3 separate regions of the Mus musculus genome follow, and regions 1 and 2 are each linked to region 3. The links are chromatin contacts, called in public promoter capture Hi-C maps. All regions are on one chromosome and are shown on one strand. The core of a region is the stretch at or near the end of the contact, and the rest is flanking DNA. Distances in the headings are between cores, read along the strand shown. Region 1 holds the start of Ccdc122 (coiled-coil domain containing 122). Region 2 holds the start of Esd (esterase D/formylglutathione hydrolase). Region 3 holds the start of Cog3 (component of oligomeric golgi complex 3).

What was found. Capture Hi-C pulls out chosen DNA fragments and counts their contacts.
Region 1: a promoter capture Hi-C map of liver shows a contact between it and region 3, with 2.2 times the contacts expected there. The contact joins the promoter of Ccdc122 here to the promoter of Cog3 in region 3. A contact is called at or near these places in 1 of 115 datasets of contacts at active chromatin or transcription factors (microglia) and 2 of 9 other capture datasets (adipose tissue and liver).
Region 2: a contact with region 3 is called in a promoter capture Hi-C map of liver, with 4 times the contacts expected there. The contact joins the promoter of Esd here to the promoter of Cog3 in region 3. A contact is called at or near these places in 5 of 39 promoter capture datasets (embryonic stem cells, fetal liver, liver and 1 more), 1 of 115 datasets of contacts at active chromatin or transcription factors (memory CD8 T cells) and 3 of 9 other capture datasets (adipose tissue, embryonic stem cells and liver).

The regions. Positions count from the first base shown.
Region 1 is chr14:77,034,814-77,038,913 of GRCm38.p6, reverse strand. It overlaps Ccdc122 (coiled-coil domain containing 122), which reads right to left and starts at 2,142. Exons shown (of 6, transcript NM_175369.4): 1 at 1,943-2,142. Lacc1 (laccase domain containing 1) reads left to right here and starts at 2,297. Exons shown (of 8, transcript NM_172488.2): 1 at 2,297-2,417; 2 at 2,924-3,102; 3 at 3,509-4,100. The coding sequence starts at 3,560.
Region 2 is chr14:74,729,809-74,733,671 of GRCm38.p6, reverse strand. It overlaps Esd (esterase D/formylglutathione hydrolase), which reads right to left and starts at 1,375. Exons shown (of 9, transcript NM_016903.5): 1 at 1,284-1,375.
Region 3 is chr14:75,752,065-75,756,111 of GRCm38.p6, reverse strand. It overlaps Cog3 (component of oligomeric golgi complex 3), which reads left to right and starts at 1,619. Exons shown (of 23, transcript NM_177381.3): 1 at 1,619-1,847. The coding sequence starts at 1,674.

The DNA.
Region 1 (4,100 bases), core at 893-3,392, 1.3 Mb before region 3:
CTACCAGTTGAACTATACAACCATATCATAAATTATATGTTTGCTATCAAACCTGTTCATGCCAGCTATACTTGACACTATGCTCTTATAACTTAAGTAAATATGAAGCAAACCAATTATATGGTATAGAAATAAAGTTTTTGCTTCTCTGTAGTCTGTTTAATGATTTCTAAAGACACAGTAAAGGGCGTGAGATAGCTATCAAAGATTCTAAAGAGTAAGCATGCATTCTGATGGCTTCAAAGGTGCCTTTAAACTATTTTCCTCTTCAAGAAACAGAATATTGGGGACTCTTTTATGTTTAGACATAGGTGTGTGCTTTACGCAAGAGATGCAATACAGGAAAATAAGTTGATCATGTACAAAAAGGCTCTGGAATTTTTCAGTTGATTGACACATGAGCATCAGCTAGATTAAAATAAGTTCACGATACTATGCTACATTTGTTGACAACATTCTGGCTTAGTTTTGTCTTCTTTTTAAAAGCTTTACATAGACCAAACCTCCATAACCTGTAAGAACTTTCATTCCTATAAAATGTGTGATTCAGGGTCTAGCCAAACTTTGCAGTGTACTGTTTGGCCCTGAGCTCAGACTGTGTCTATCAGAGGGCTCCTCGTGCATGAAAATCCCAAGGAAGCTATTCTGCGAAGTGAGGCAACCAGGCCTCCAGGAAGGTTATGTTTAAGCTTGAAGGGTATTGAGCAACCGAGAGCAGGTCAGCTCACAAAAGAAACGTGTTCAAAGGACAACAAGCAGCAAATGTAAAGAATTGTCGATGGCCTACGATAGAACAGCCTTTACTTGCATGGCTTGAGAAGGAGTTTGTTGTTTGTCTTCCAAAATGAATTATGCATGTGAATCATCTGCGAGATAAAAATAAAAAAGCAGAACAAAACAAGCCCAGGCCTGACTCCCATAGACTCTGAGTCAATCTGCAGCCGGGGTGTGGGGTACCTACTCTACTATTAAGTTCTACTTGTTCCCATGTGCAACCAGGATTGAGAGGCTCTGTAGTAGCCTGGGAAAGGGGAGAGAGTGTTAAGAAATGCAGCCCAGACAGACCAGATGCTGAAGGAAATGGTATGTAAATACATTATCACAACTTCCCTAACAACTTAGCTATTTTGAAAGTTTTGTTACTGCCAGTGCTGTTGCATGAATGAATCCTGAGCTCTCATCCTTGGACATGAAAACAAGAAAAAAAGCTTCTAAACTTGCTTTTAAAAAAAAAAATCCATTTTCCTTAACAGACAGCAAGTTTATGCCAAGGCATGCATGTCTGATCAGATCTGTGTTATCTATCCCTCAGGGTTCCTGGAAGTGTCCAGCGAGCATTCAATGTGTGCCCTCTGAAAGTGATCACACGGCCTGGAGTAGGTTCTATGTGGGCTGGTTACCTTGGCCGCTAGTCAAGTTGAGATGGGTGCACACTTAACAAGACTTCTAGACTCCCGGATCCCCTAGAGTCTTCTCATTCAGGAAACACTTGAGCACTTGGAGGAAGACCAAGGAAAATGAAGGCCCTCTCCTTCCTCCATTGCCAGTCCTCAGAAAATGCGCTTTCTCTTACCTTCTCATATATTTTGAAGAGTGGGTATTTTTCCATTTACAACAGTACTTGATTTTCAAATTGTTGTTTTTAAATAAATAACATTAAACCCTTGGGGGACAAAGGAGCCTTAATTTTTATCTTATTGCTACTGTAAGAATGAATGCATTCCGTCCTGTGAGGGGACACACTTGGGGGGGGGGGTAAGAGAAATCGACGTTGCCAACACAAGTGAACAGTCAAGGATGTTGGTCCCAAATGAAAGTACAGAATCAGCCGAAAGGGGGAAAAAATGAAAACTAACTAGAAACTTAAAAACTAAACAAAAAGTGAAAAGAAAAAAGAAAAAAAAAAGCCACTCCCCCACAAAAGTCACCAGAGTCCCCTTACTTGAGCCCGGATTGGAGGGCGCTAAGTGACAAGCTGGCCACACTGCTGGGTCAGCAGATCCTTCTGGAGTCGCCACGGCCCGCGGGGAGAGGGGACGCTTCTTCCCTTCCCTTCCGGGCGCCTCACGGGACGCGCTCGCCCGCGGCTCTCCGGGCCCCCGCGCCTCAGCGCCCGGGCCTCAGGCGGCCTCCACGGTGACTGCGGGCGCTGACCCGGAACTGCTGAGCGGCGCGGGAATCCCCCGCAAGGGGCTCGGCCTTGCGTCTCCAGGGCGCCACCTCGCGGCCGTGGCGGGAACACCCAAACCCGGGCGCACGCCCGCGGGAGCCCGAGGCCGCCGGGAGGCCCGGGGACGCGGTGAGGCGGGCGGACCGGCCGGCCGGTGACTTTGGGAGCCACTGGGGTTCGAGCGCCGAGCCTGCAGCTCACGCCCCAGCTCGCGGCCGCCGAGGAGAGCGCGGGAAGCAGCCCTGCGGTGAGTCCCGGGCGGAGGGGAGGTCGGCGCGGCGACGGGACGGACGGACGCACACCGTGCAGTCCAGGCTCCTCCGAGGTCGCCTGCACGGCTGGCGGAAAGAATGAATGAAGGCGCCAGTGCCCTACGGGGCGGGCGGAGGTTGGGGTGGGCGTCGGGGTGAAGGCTCAGCAATGGTAGGTGTCAGAATTGGGGGTCACAGGGTCGGCAGAGGGGAGCTCCAGCCTGGACAGGGAGTTCAGAGAATCTGCAAGTGGTCAGAAATCGACCCTGATCCAAGTTGCAGTGGCTTTTGGGATTATCCCAAGTGCGGAGGACTGTGTAAACCTGGGGGGAAAGCCCAGCCTGTGGGCTAGCTTTTACCTTTAAAAAATGAGTGTGTTTGTTTGTTTGCTTGCTTATGGTGACAGACACCTTTACTCTTCTCTCTCTCTCTCTCTCTCTCTCTCTCTCTCTCTCTCTCTCTCTCTTTCTTTCTTTCTGGTGACATACACCTTTAATCCCAGCACTTGGGAGGCAGAGGCAGAGGCAAGCAGGTGTCTGAGGTCGAAGCCAGCCTGGTCTACATAGCTAGTTCCAGGACTGCTGGGGCTGTTAGACAGAGAAGCTCTGCCTCGAATCCCTGTCCCAACCGCAACCCCAAAGAAGATTGGCTGCTGATACTGCTCAACTTAATATCCTAAAGGTGAGACCTCAGTATTTCATGAGATGTGATCTAATCTTATAGACATGATGGGGATAATGACATAACAGATTTACATCCTATAATTAAAAAGACTTGATCTCAGACAACAAGTAATTTTGTACTTAAAATCTGCTATAAGGAAAACAAAGCATAATTTCTATTCTATAAAAATGTACCCAGCTGTTCACAAAATAAAAGATGGCTCTGCCCTTAATTGTCAGGATGAATGGTGCACTGGCTTTTCTGCTCTGCACACTACATTTATTTTGGTTACTTTTTGTATTGATGCAATTTACTTCCTATTTTTATTTTTATATTTATTTATTTATTTTTGTTCACCACAAATTTCGGTTGTATCTATAAGAAGATCGAATTTATTGTTATTTGTGATCACTTTTCTTTACAGCTGCTATGGCATAAAAAGTCTTTGGGGCAAAAAAGACTGCCTGATTGAAGAATGGCAGAAGCAGTCTTGATTGATCTCTCTGGTTTACAATTGAATGCACAGAAAAACTGCCATGAGACCTTACTGGAGACACTGGATGGTATTCACTACCACCACGCTCCCAAGGCCAAGTTCCTTTGCATAATATGTTGCAGAAATGCCAGCAAGGAAAAGGATGGGGAGTATGGCCTCTGTGAATTGGAAGCAGGAAATGGCTTTTCACGTCTCGCGGGAAAATTCGAGACTGTTAGCCATCCCTGCCTGGCTGCCTCTTTGTATACAATTAAACAAAAAATTGATGAAGAAAATCTGAGCTGCATTAAGGTGATTGTCCCCGAGCACAGGAAACTGTTAATGAAGGCTTACGTTGGTCAACTCTTCACCGAGGTGTATGAGTTTGAGTTTGAAGATCTACAGGGAGCTTGGAGGGATAGCCTTTTGAAACCATCCACTGGAATAAACGTGACCACAACTCAAGAACTAGAAGACATCCAGCATGAAATAGAAACATACTTGAGAAGCCTGCCAGCGCTGAAAGGGGACCTAACTATTG
Region 2 (3,863 bases), core at 126-2,625, 1.0 Mb after region 3:
AGAATGAACTTTCTTAAGTTTCTCAGGACCTATGTTGTTTGTTAAGATACAGTTGCCTCCAGACTTAGTCAGGGCTTAGTCACAGACCTTTGACAATGGCAACACACTTTTGCTGCTTCACAATGAATAAGCATATTCTGCTGCTTTGGGGAAGGCATAAATTCACAGTCCTGACCACCATTTCTTTACTCAAAGCCTGTCCTGCCTCCCCCCCCCTCTATTTCATTCTTAGTTCCCAACTCCCCCACCCCACGCCCCTTTCCCAGTTCTTGTCACATATTTTCCCCCTAACTCATAGTCCCTAAATTTCAAACACATCTTCTGGGCTGAAAAATCTAAATCTGTCTTTTCATATTCAAATTTTAAGCATTAGTGCCAAACTGCTATGCATTTATTTCGCATCGCTATAGCAAAACCCAACACATTTAAAATTAAACTTAGATCCTTGCCTGTACAGCCTATCTTATATCTGAAATGTCTCAAAAGTTGAACTTTAAAAGTTTCGTTGCACGCGCCCTAAATCCCTGGAGAACCAGGCGTTCGAGAACAGCCTGGTATACAAAGTGAGTTCCAGGACAGTCAGAACTACAATGTCTCAAAAACAAAATAAAACAAAATCTCAGTATCATCATAGCAATTATATATAGCTAAGAGCTAATTAAAACCTTAGTCTACTTTCTTACTAGTATGTCCCACTACAAACAATACTGTTATAGAAGCCTGGGGTTTCATTCCTTTAACTTTTCAAAGAATGCCTATAGATTGCTGACCATTAGGCCTAATATGGCCTACATAAAAAATGGTGAATTTTATTAATTTTAAATAACATAAGTGCCATCTTTCTGACGACTCAACCACAAATCACCTATGGACGGCCGCCTACACCTGAATTTTTACCACTGGGCACGGCCTCGAGCGCGCTGCCCAAGACACCTCAGGGCCCTAGTGGCGTCGCCTGCAGCCCAGGCTGGGATCCCGGAGGGAAAGCGTTCCCCGGGCTCCGCGCGGGAATGCTCGGCGAAATGCCGTCCCGGCGGGCACTCCACCAACCCGAGCATCCCAGCGAGCCTGGCGCCCCAGGTCACACATTGTTTCCAGCTCCCCGAAGTTAAAGCGATTAGCAGGCCCTGCGGGACGAGGCCTGCCTTACCGCGGCGGGAAGGGTGCAGAGATCGTCACCATTCCCCGCTGCTATCACCACCGCAGGTCTAGGCGTCCGCGCACAGCCGCCCGAAAACCAGGTAGTAGAGAATGCTTGGGACTCACGACCCATTCCATCTTACCTCGGTGAGGGGCAGCTTCTAACTCGCCAGGGAAGAAGGTTGGGGCTTCCGCCCCGAGCACTGCCTCTGGCTCCGCCCACACCATATGTCCCGCCCCGGCCTCCGGGGCGGGTCCCACGTAGAGGCTCCTCCCTTTGGGCCCGTCCCCTCCTTTGGCCGCTTACTCTGGTCCCCTCTCACGGCCCCGCCCTCAAGTCCCTCCCTTTCTCTGCCCCTCTCCTCCCCAGCCCTCCCTCCTGAGCTGCTCCCATTCTGAGACACCGCCCCCAGGGCGCGCACTCTCCTAGCAGACCTGCCCTATGGATACACCCCAAGGGAGACTAGGAGTTCCCGGACCCCGACCCTCCCCTACAAGGCCATTCCCAAGAGACTTTTCGCCGGGTTCCTGTTTCCGCGGTGTGTCAGGATGAGCCAAAAGTGTGTCTGTCATGACACTGGACCTCTAGACCTCTGTAACTTGCTTCAGATGCTCCCAGAAGGCAACAAGAGAATGAGGCTCTAGTACACCAGCTGGCCTCTCCCAGTTAACTTGTGGAAAGGGCTTGTGTGGAACTCTGCAGTTGTTTGGAAACCTGAGCAGAAATTTCACATTTCCACCCTCATTCCACATCTACTCTGCACCTGCTTGATTTGGAGCTTCTAGGAGGAGGACACATTCATTAACTCTTTTCAATGTCCATTTTTTTCTCCCCTCTTCCCTCAATAAAAGTTGAACTGTGTCAGGGTTTCTGGTTAATCATTTACAGCAGTTCTCAACTTCATCCAATTTAACCAGCAAGTGTACTTTGTTCAGAAAATTAAATATTACAAGCAGTTTTTAAAACCAGTATTTAGGCTGCTAGGTTGTGGATACTATGTATAACCTGTAAGATTGTCTGGTTTAATAATCACGCAGCCTGTGCATTTGCAACAAACTGTCAGAAGGACCCAGTGCCTGCTCTGTGTGTATAGGCTCTCCATCTTAGTTTTGCTGGGGGACTTGCAAGTTATGTGGCTAGTCAGGCTAAAAAACAAGTAGGTGAGCTGAGCTCAGTGGAATATAACCTGTGTGGATGAGCTGCCACGCAGAACGTTGCTTTTCTGTGTCATGTGGCAGGCATTTGTGTACCTGTTTAATGGTTAACCAAAGAATGTTATTTTGAGAAAGCATTAAGGTAAATTCTTAAAATTATTATTATTAACAGAGTCTTAAATGTAATTCTGGCTAGCCTGGAACTTACTACGTAGACCGGCTGGTCTTGAACTCAGAAATCCCCCTACCTTTGTCTCCCGAATGCTGGGATTAAAGGTATACTCTATCACTCCCAAGCTAACTACTTTTAAATGTAATTTATTGGAAAGGTAATTTTTTTTCAAACTGAGTTTCACAACTGAAGTTATGAAAGATTACCCAAGTCTGCAAATTCTTTCTAATTGTTAAATGCTTGAACAAAGTTTAAAGGGTGTTCAATTAGTATCTTGATCTCTTTAAGGTACAAACTAACTCCAAAGAGTTCTTGTATCCATATTAGTGGTAATAATCATAATGACAGTTTCTCTCAGTCAGCATGAAATTATACTAGATCAAAACTTCTATTTTCAAGAACATTAATACTATATATTGTTATTTGGGTGTGAAAGTAAAGAAAACCGAATCTGAAAGTAATGTTGATATTTCTGATAATGAAAATGAATGAATAGTAATCACTTAAAGAAATATGTCCAAAATTACCTAGAGCAGTGGTTCTCAACTTTCCCAATACTGCAGCCATTTAATACAGCTCCTTGTATTGTGGTGACTCCCAACCATAAAATTATTTTTGTTGCTACTTTATAGCTGTAATTTTGCTACTGTTATGAATCATAATGTAAATCTCTGGTTTTGTTGTTTTGTTTTGTTTTGTTTTGTTTGTTTTTTGGGTTTTGTTGCTGTTGTTGTTTTGTTTTTTGTTTTTCGAGACAGGGTTTCTCTGTGTAGCCCTGGCTGTCCTGGAACTCACTTTGTAGACCAGGCTGGCCTCAAACTCAGAAATCTGCCTGCCTCTGCTTCCCAAGTGCTGGGATTAAAGGCTTGCGCCACCACCACCTGGCAAATATCTGGTTTTTGATGGCCTTACATGACCCCTGTGAAAGGGCCATTTGGCCCTCCAAAGGGGGTGCACCCCACAGGTTAAGCACTGCTGACCTCTAGGTCTGTGACTGAGAATATTCAGTTTCTCAGTTTGAATGAATATGAGCTATGAGCGGGATGCAACCAATAAAAGAACTCAATGAAAATGACGAAAACTCCAATCTGCTTCAGATCTGTGGGGATGGGAACTGTCTTGGCTTTCCAAAAACTTTATACACTGGGCTGGAGCATATCAGAAATGTATTTACTATGATTTTGAAGGCTGAAAATCGAAGATCAAGTAGTTGGGCCATTCTGTCCCTGGTGAGGGCTCTCTTTCTGGTTTGCAGAGGAGTACCTTGGTATAAGTTCACTGCAAAGAGCAGGAGTTCTGGTCCCTTCATCTTTTGCCAGGGACATCAGTCACACTTGTGAGGAGCTTGTACTTGTCTCATAGTTGTCACCATAATTATCTACTTCCAAATGCCAAC
Region 3 (4,047 bases), core at 370-2,869:
CCTCAGCCTCCAAGTTGTAGAAATCCCTTTGTCTCAGCCTCCCTGCTGATGTTATTGCAAACATGAGCTGCCATACTCAGCTCTCTTGAGATAAAGTTAGACTTCAGCAAGGCTCCAGAGATTGTATTGTTCAGGTGTGTCTTTCATCCAGCTTTCCTACTATTGTCTTATCTAGCCATGTACAATCAAAGCTGGCACAACACCACCAATGCCTAAATTACAAACTTTATTAAGATTCTATATTTTATTCTATAGTCTCATCACAATTATCCTTTCTTCTGTTCCAGGAATCAGTCCAAGATACCACATTGCAATGAGAAGTCATTATTCAGTAGTCTCCACTATGTAAGAGCTCCTTGGTCACTCCTTGCTCTTTAGTAGTTTGATACTCTTTTAAACATTGGCTTTTGGGGGCTGGAGAGATGGCTCAGAGGTTAAGAGCACTGACTGCTCTTGCAGAGGTCCTGAGTTCATTCCCAGCAACCACACAGTGGGTCATAACCATCTGTAATGGGATCTGATGCCTTCTTCTAGTGTACCTCAAGACAGCTACAGTATACTCACATACATAAAATAAATAAATCTTAAAAAAAAACATTGGCTTTTTATTTTAAAAATTTATTTATGTGTGTGTTTGCATGTGCCACATGTATGTTAGTACCCAGAGAGGCCAGAAGAGGAGGTTGGATCTCCTGGAACTGAAGTTTCAGGTGGTAATGTGCTGCATATTGTGGGGGCTGGGAACTGAACTGGAGTCTTCTGAAAGATCAGCAAGTTCCCTTAGCCCCGAGCCATCTCTCTACCCTGACCTTTTTGAAGAATGTTGTTCAGTGTTTTGTGATTTTCTTCATTTTTCTACATTTTTCCTTTTTAATTCTTGGTAAGGAAGAAGGTTGTCTCTTTTTCACCTTTTTGCCCAATTTTTTTTTATATTCGTATATACTCAATTTATATACTTACAAAGTATATTTATTCAATTATTTAGGTTTGATCTAATATAATTTGTTTAGGTGTTCAAATGTGTATCATGATTTAAATGGCAGAATAATTTTTGCAGTTTCATGTTTGGATAGACAGTTATTGATCCAGTTCTTCAATGTTGGACATTTAGGTCCCCCCCCCCCCCAGTTTTTTGATATTATTAATGAGGCCTGATATGTTTGTCTTTGAATTTGTGTTTCCACAAACTAGTTTTCTAACAGGGAAGTTGTAAGTTTGAAAACTTGGTGCTCTTGGTTGCTATGTCAACATGGAAAGCATCCATAACCCATCTGACAGGAGAGAAGATCTTTGGAGTTCATTAATTCTCCTAATCCGTTGGATGACTTACAACTTGTTAAAAAGAAAACCAAAAACAAATCTGAAGAACACATTATCATAAAGTTATTGATGTTGAAGAAGCTTCCGGTAGGGGCAAGCTTATTTCCGCCCATTCTTGTCTCCTACCCTCTGGCTTGAGGTACACCTCAACCGGAACTGTTTGGCCTCCGTCGAAAGCCACGTCTGTTTTGGCCTCGGTCCCGCCCCCACGCCGGGGAAGCGTTTCCGGGGTCAGGGCGCTCGGGCCCGCCCCGCCGCGGCTGCGGCGCTGGAAGTCCCGGTCCTCCCGGAAGTTCCCGGCTCTGCCTGTCGGGCTCCGGTTCTGCGCCGCGGAGGGGCCCAGGGCTGCGGAGATGGCGGAGGCGGCGCTGCTGCTGCCGCCCGAGGCGGCGGCCGAGCGGGACGCCCGCGAGAAGCTGTCTCTCTGGGATGGGAGACCCGACTCGATGGCGCCGCTGACAGACAGGCAGACGGACTCGGTGCTGGAGCTCAAGGCGGCCGTGGAGAACCTGCCGGTGCCCGCCGAGGTGAGGCGAGGGCGTGGGCTGCGCCCGGCCTCCTGCCCCGTGCGGGGATCTGGCCGGTCCTCTGAGCCACCGTGGCGGGTTCGGCGGGAGGGGCCCGTGTGTGCCCTGCTGTCAGCAGCCTCACTCTGCCCGCGACCCAGGGTGGCCCTGCCAGGGTGCGTGGCCGTCCACGCGAGGGCGTAGCCCTCCCCCAGCGGCGTGGGACGGTTGGCCCGAGCCTTGCTCCGGGCTTCTTGCTCCTGGTGTCCCCGTGTCAGAGTAGCCCTGCCTCCCAGGAGCCTGTCCAGCTAGTCTGTGTTAACTGCATCCTGGAGGCATCAGGCTTGCTTCTTTCCCGGGGGAACAGGGACACTTAGAGGGGATCAGAACTGGCCCCGAGAAACAATTTCATTTATCACACCCCAAGCTGTGAACTCCTGGTTTTGGGTTATGGAAGATAAGATTTATTAAACCTACAGCAAAGCAATAAATTAAAAAGTTATTTTTACAAGTTGACTCGGTTATTAAGTAGCGCTTTGGGTTTTAGCGTCAACGTTTTCCCAGTTACCAGTGGGACAGTATGCATGTTACTGTTGGTGTGATTCAGTGCAGTTATACTGGTCAGAGTACTTTTATTTTTTGGATTGTTTATGTGTTTCACACGCTCTTCTAGTTTCGAGGCCGAATTTTGGGTTATTTTATTATCAGTGGTGGTTAGTTTTGATGTTGGAAACCATTTCTGTACGATTCGTAATCCTGTCCAAATGCAGATTGAATTTGGCTTCTTCACCTCTGCCCTCACACTTTAGAGGTGTGACTAGACGCGTTCTCTGCACCTTTGTGTGCTGTGCCGTAAAAATACGTGTTCTTAGGTGTGTTTCTCTGCCCACCTCCAGGATGCCATACAGGAAATAGACCTAAGTAAACGAGGGAGCAAGTGGAAAGTTCTTTGATCTGGCTATGTTTTATGTTCTGGATTATAAGTGGGTGTGGTGTGGTGTGGGGTGTGTGTGTGTGTGTGTGTGTGTGTGTGTGTTTTGCTGGGGACTAGACTGAGGATTTTGCCATTGCTGGGTAAGTGCCATACTAGAGATTTACAGAAACAGGCTTATGTGTGTTCCCAGTCTGTTTATAATTTTTGTGCCCCATTATCGAAGCTGGTGTCACGTTTATTGAGTATGGAGAGGGTTGAAAGTAAAAGGCATCTTACTGGTTTACACGGTCCTTCCGTATTGATGCAGTTGTACTTACCATCAGTTCACGCTGTCATTTAATGTGCATTGCCATATGTCTACACTGGGGTAGGAATTAGGGATAGAGACGTAAATAGGAAGTAAAGTAGGGTGGGTGGCAGGGCCAGAATAGTTGAGGCTGAAGAAAAGTAAGGGCAGGCCTAAAAGTGAAGAGAAGGCCTAAGCCTTGTAAAGAAGGTGACAGACAGCCTAGCAAGAGAGCTGACATGGAGACGTGAAGCCGGCCTGGGAAAGGCTGGGCCCATCATGTTGTAGCTGGAAGAAAAAGCAGAGCAAGGTCCTGGGGAGAGGATGTCCTTAAGGCCAGGAATGTGGGGAGGTCTCAGAACTAGCAGGAAGGAGCCTGTATACACCAGCTTTCGGGATCTCAGAGGCACATGTCCTCATCGCTCTCCTTTCCTGGTACTGAAGTGATCTCTGTCTGATGGGATGACCTCGGACTCCATTCATCCCCGTTCCATGCTTTTAACATTATGGTTGAGAAAAGTGTGCATCAGGTTTAATTTATCTAACTAGCATGCTTCCATAGACTTCTCTGTAGTGCTTCATGTTTTCATAAGATACATTATTTCATAATCTGTTGGAACTGGGATGCTTTAGTGATCTAGATGTGTTCAGCCTCAGCAAAAGGTCAGCGAACATCATAAAGATGTCTTTAGAAGGCAGCTTTCTCACTTCTAAGAAAAAAAGCACTCTTGGGGTGGGGAGATGGCTCTGTGGTTAAAAGCACCCACTGCTCTTGCAGAGGATCCACGTTCAGTTCCTAGCACTTTCCTGGTAGCTTACAATAGACCTGTAACTCCAGTTCTCTCCTTGACCTCTGGGCACTAGACATGAATGTGGTGCAAATACATACATGCAGGCAAAACATTCATATATAAAATGGGTAAGTCTAATAAAAAACTCCTTATCTTGAAAAGTTGCTTTTTTTTTTTAAAAAAGGAGTTATGTATATTGTATTAAATAAA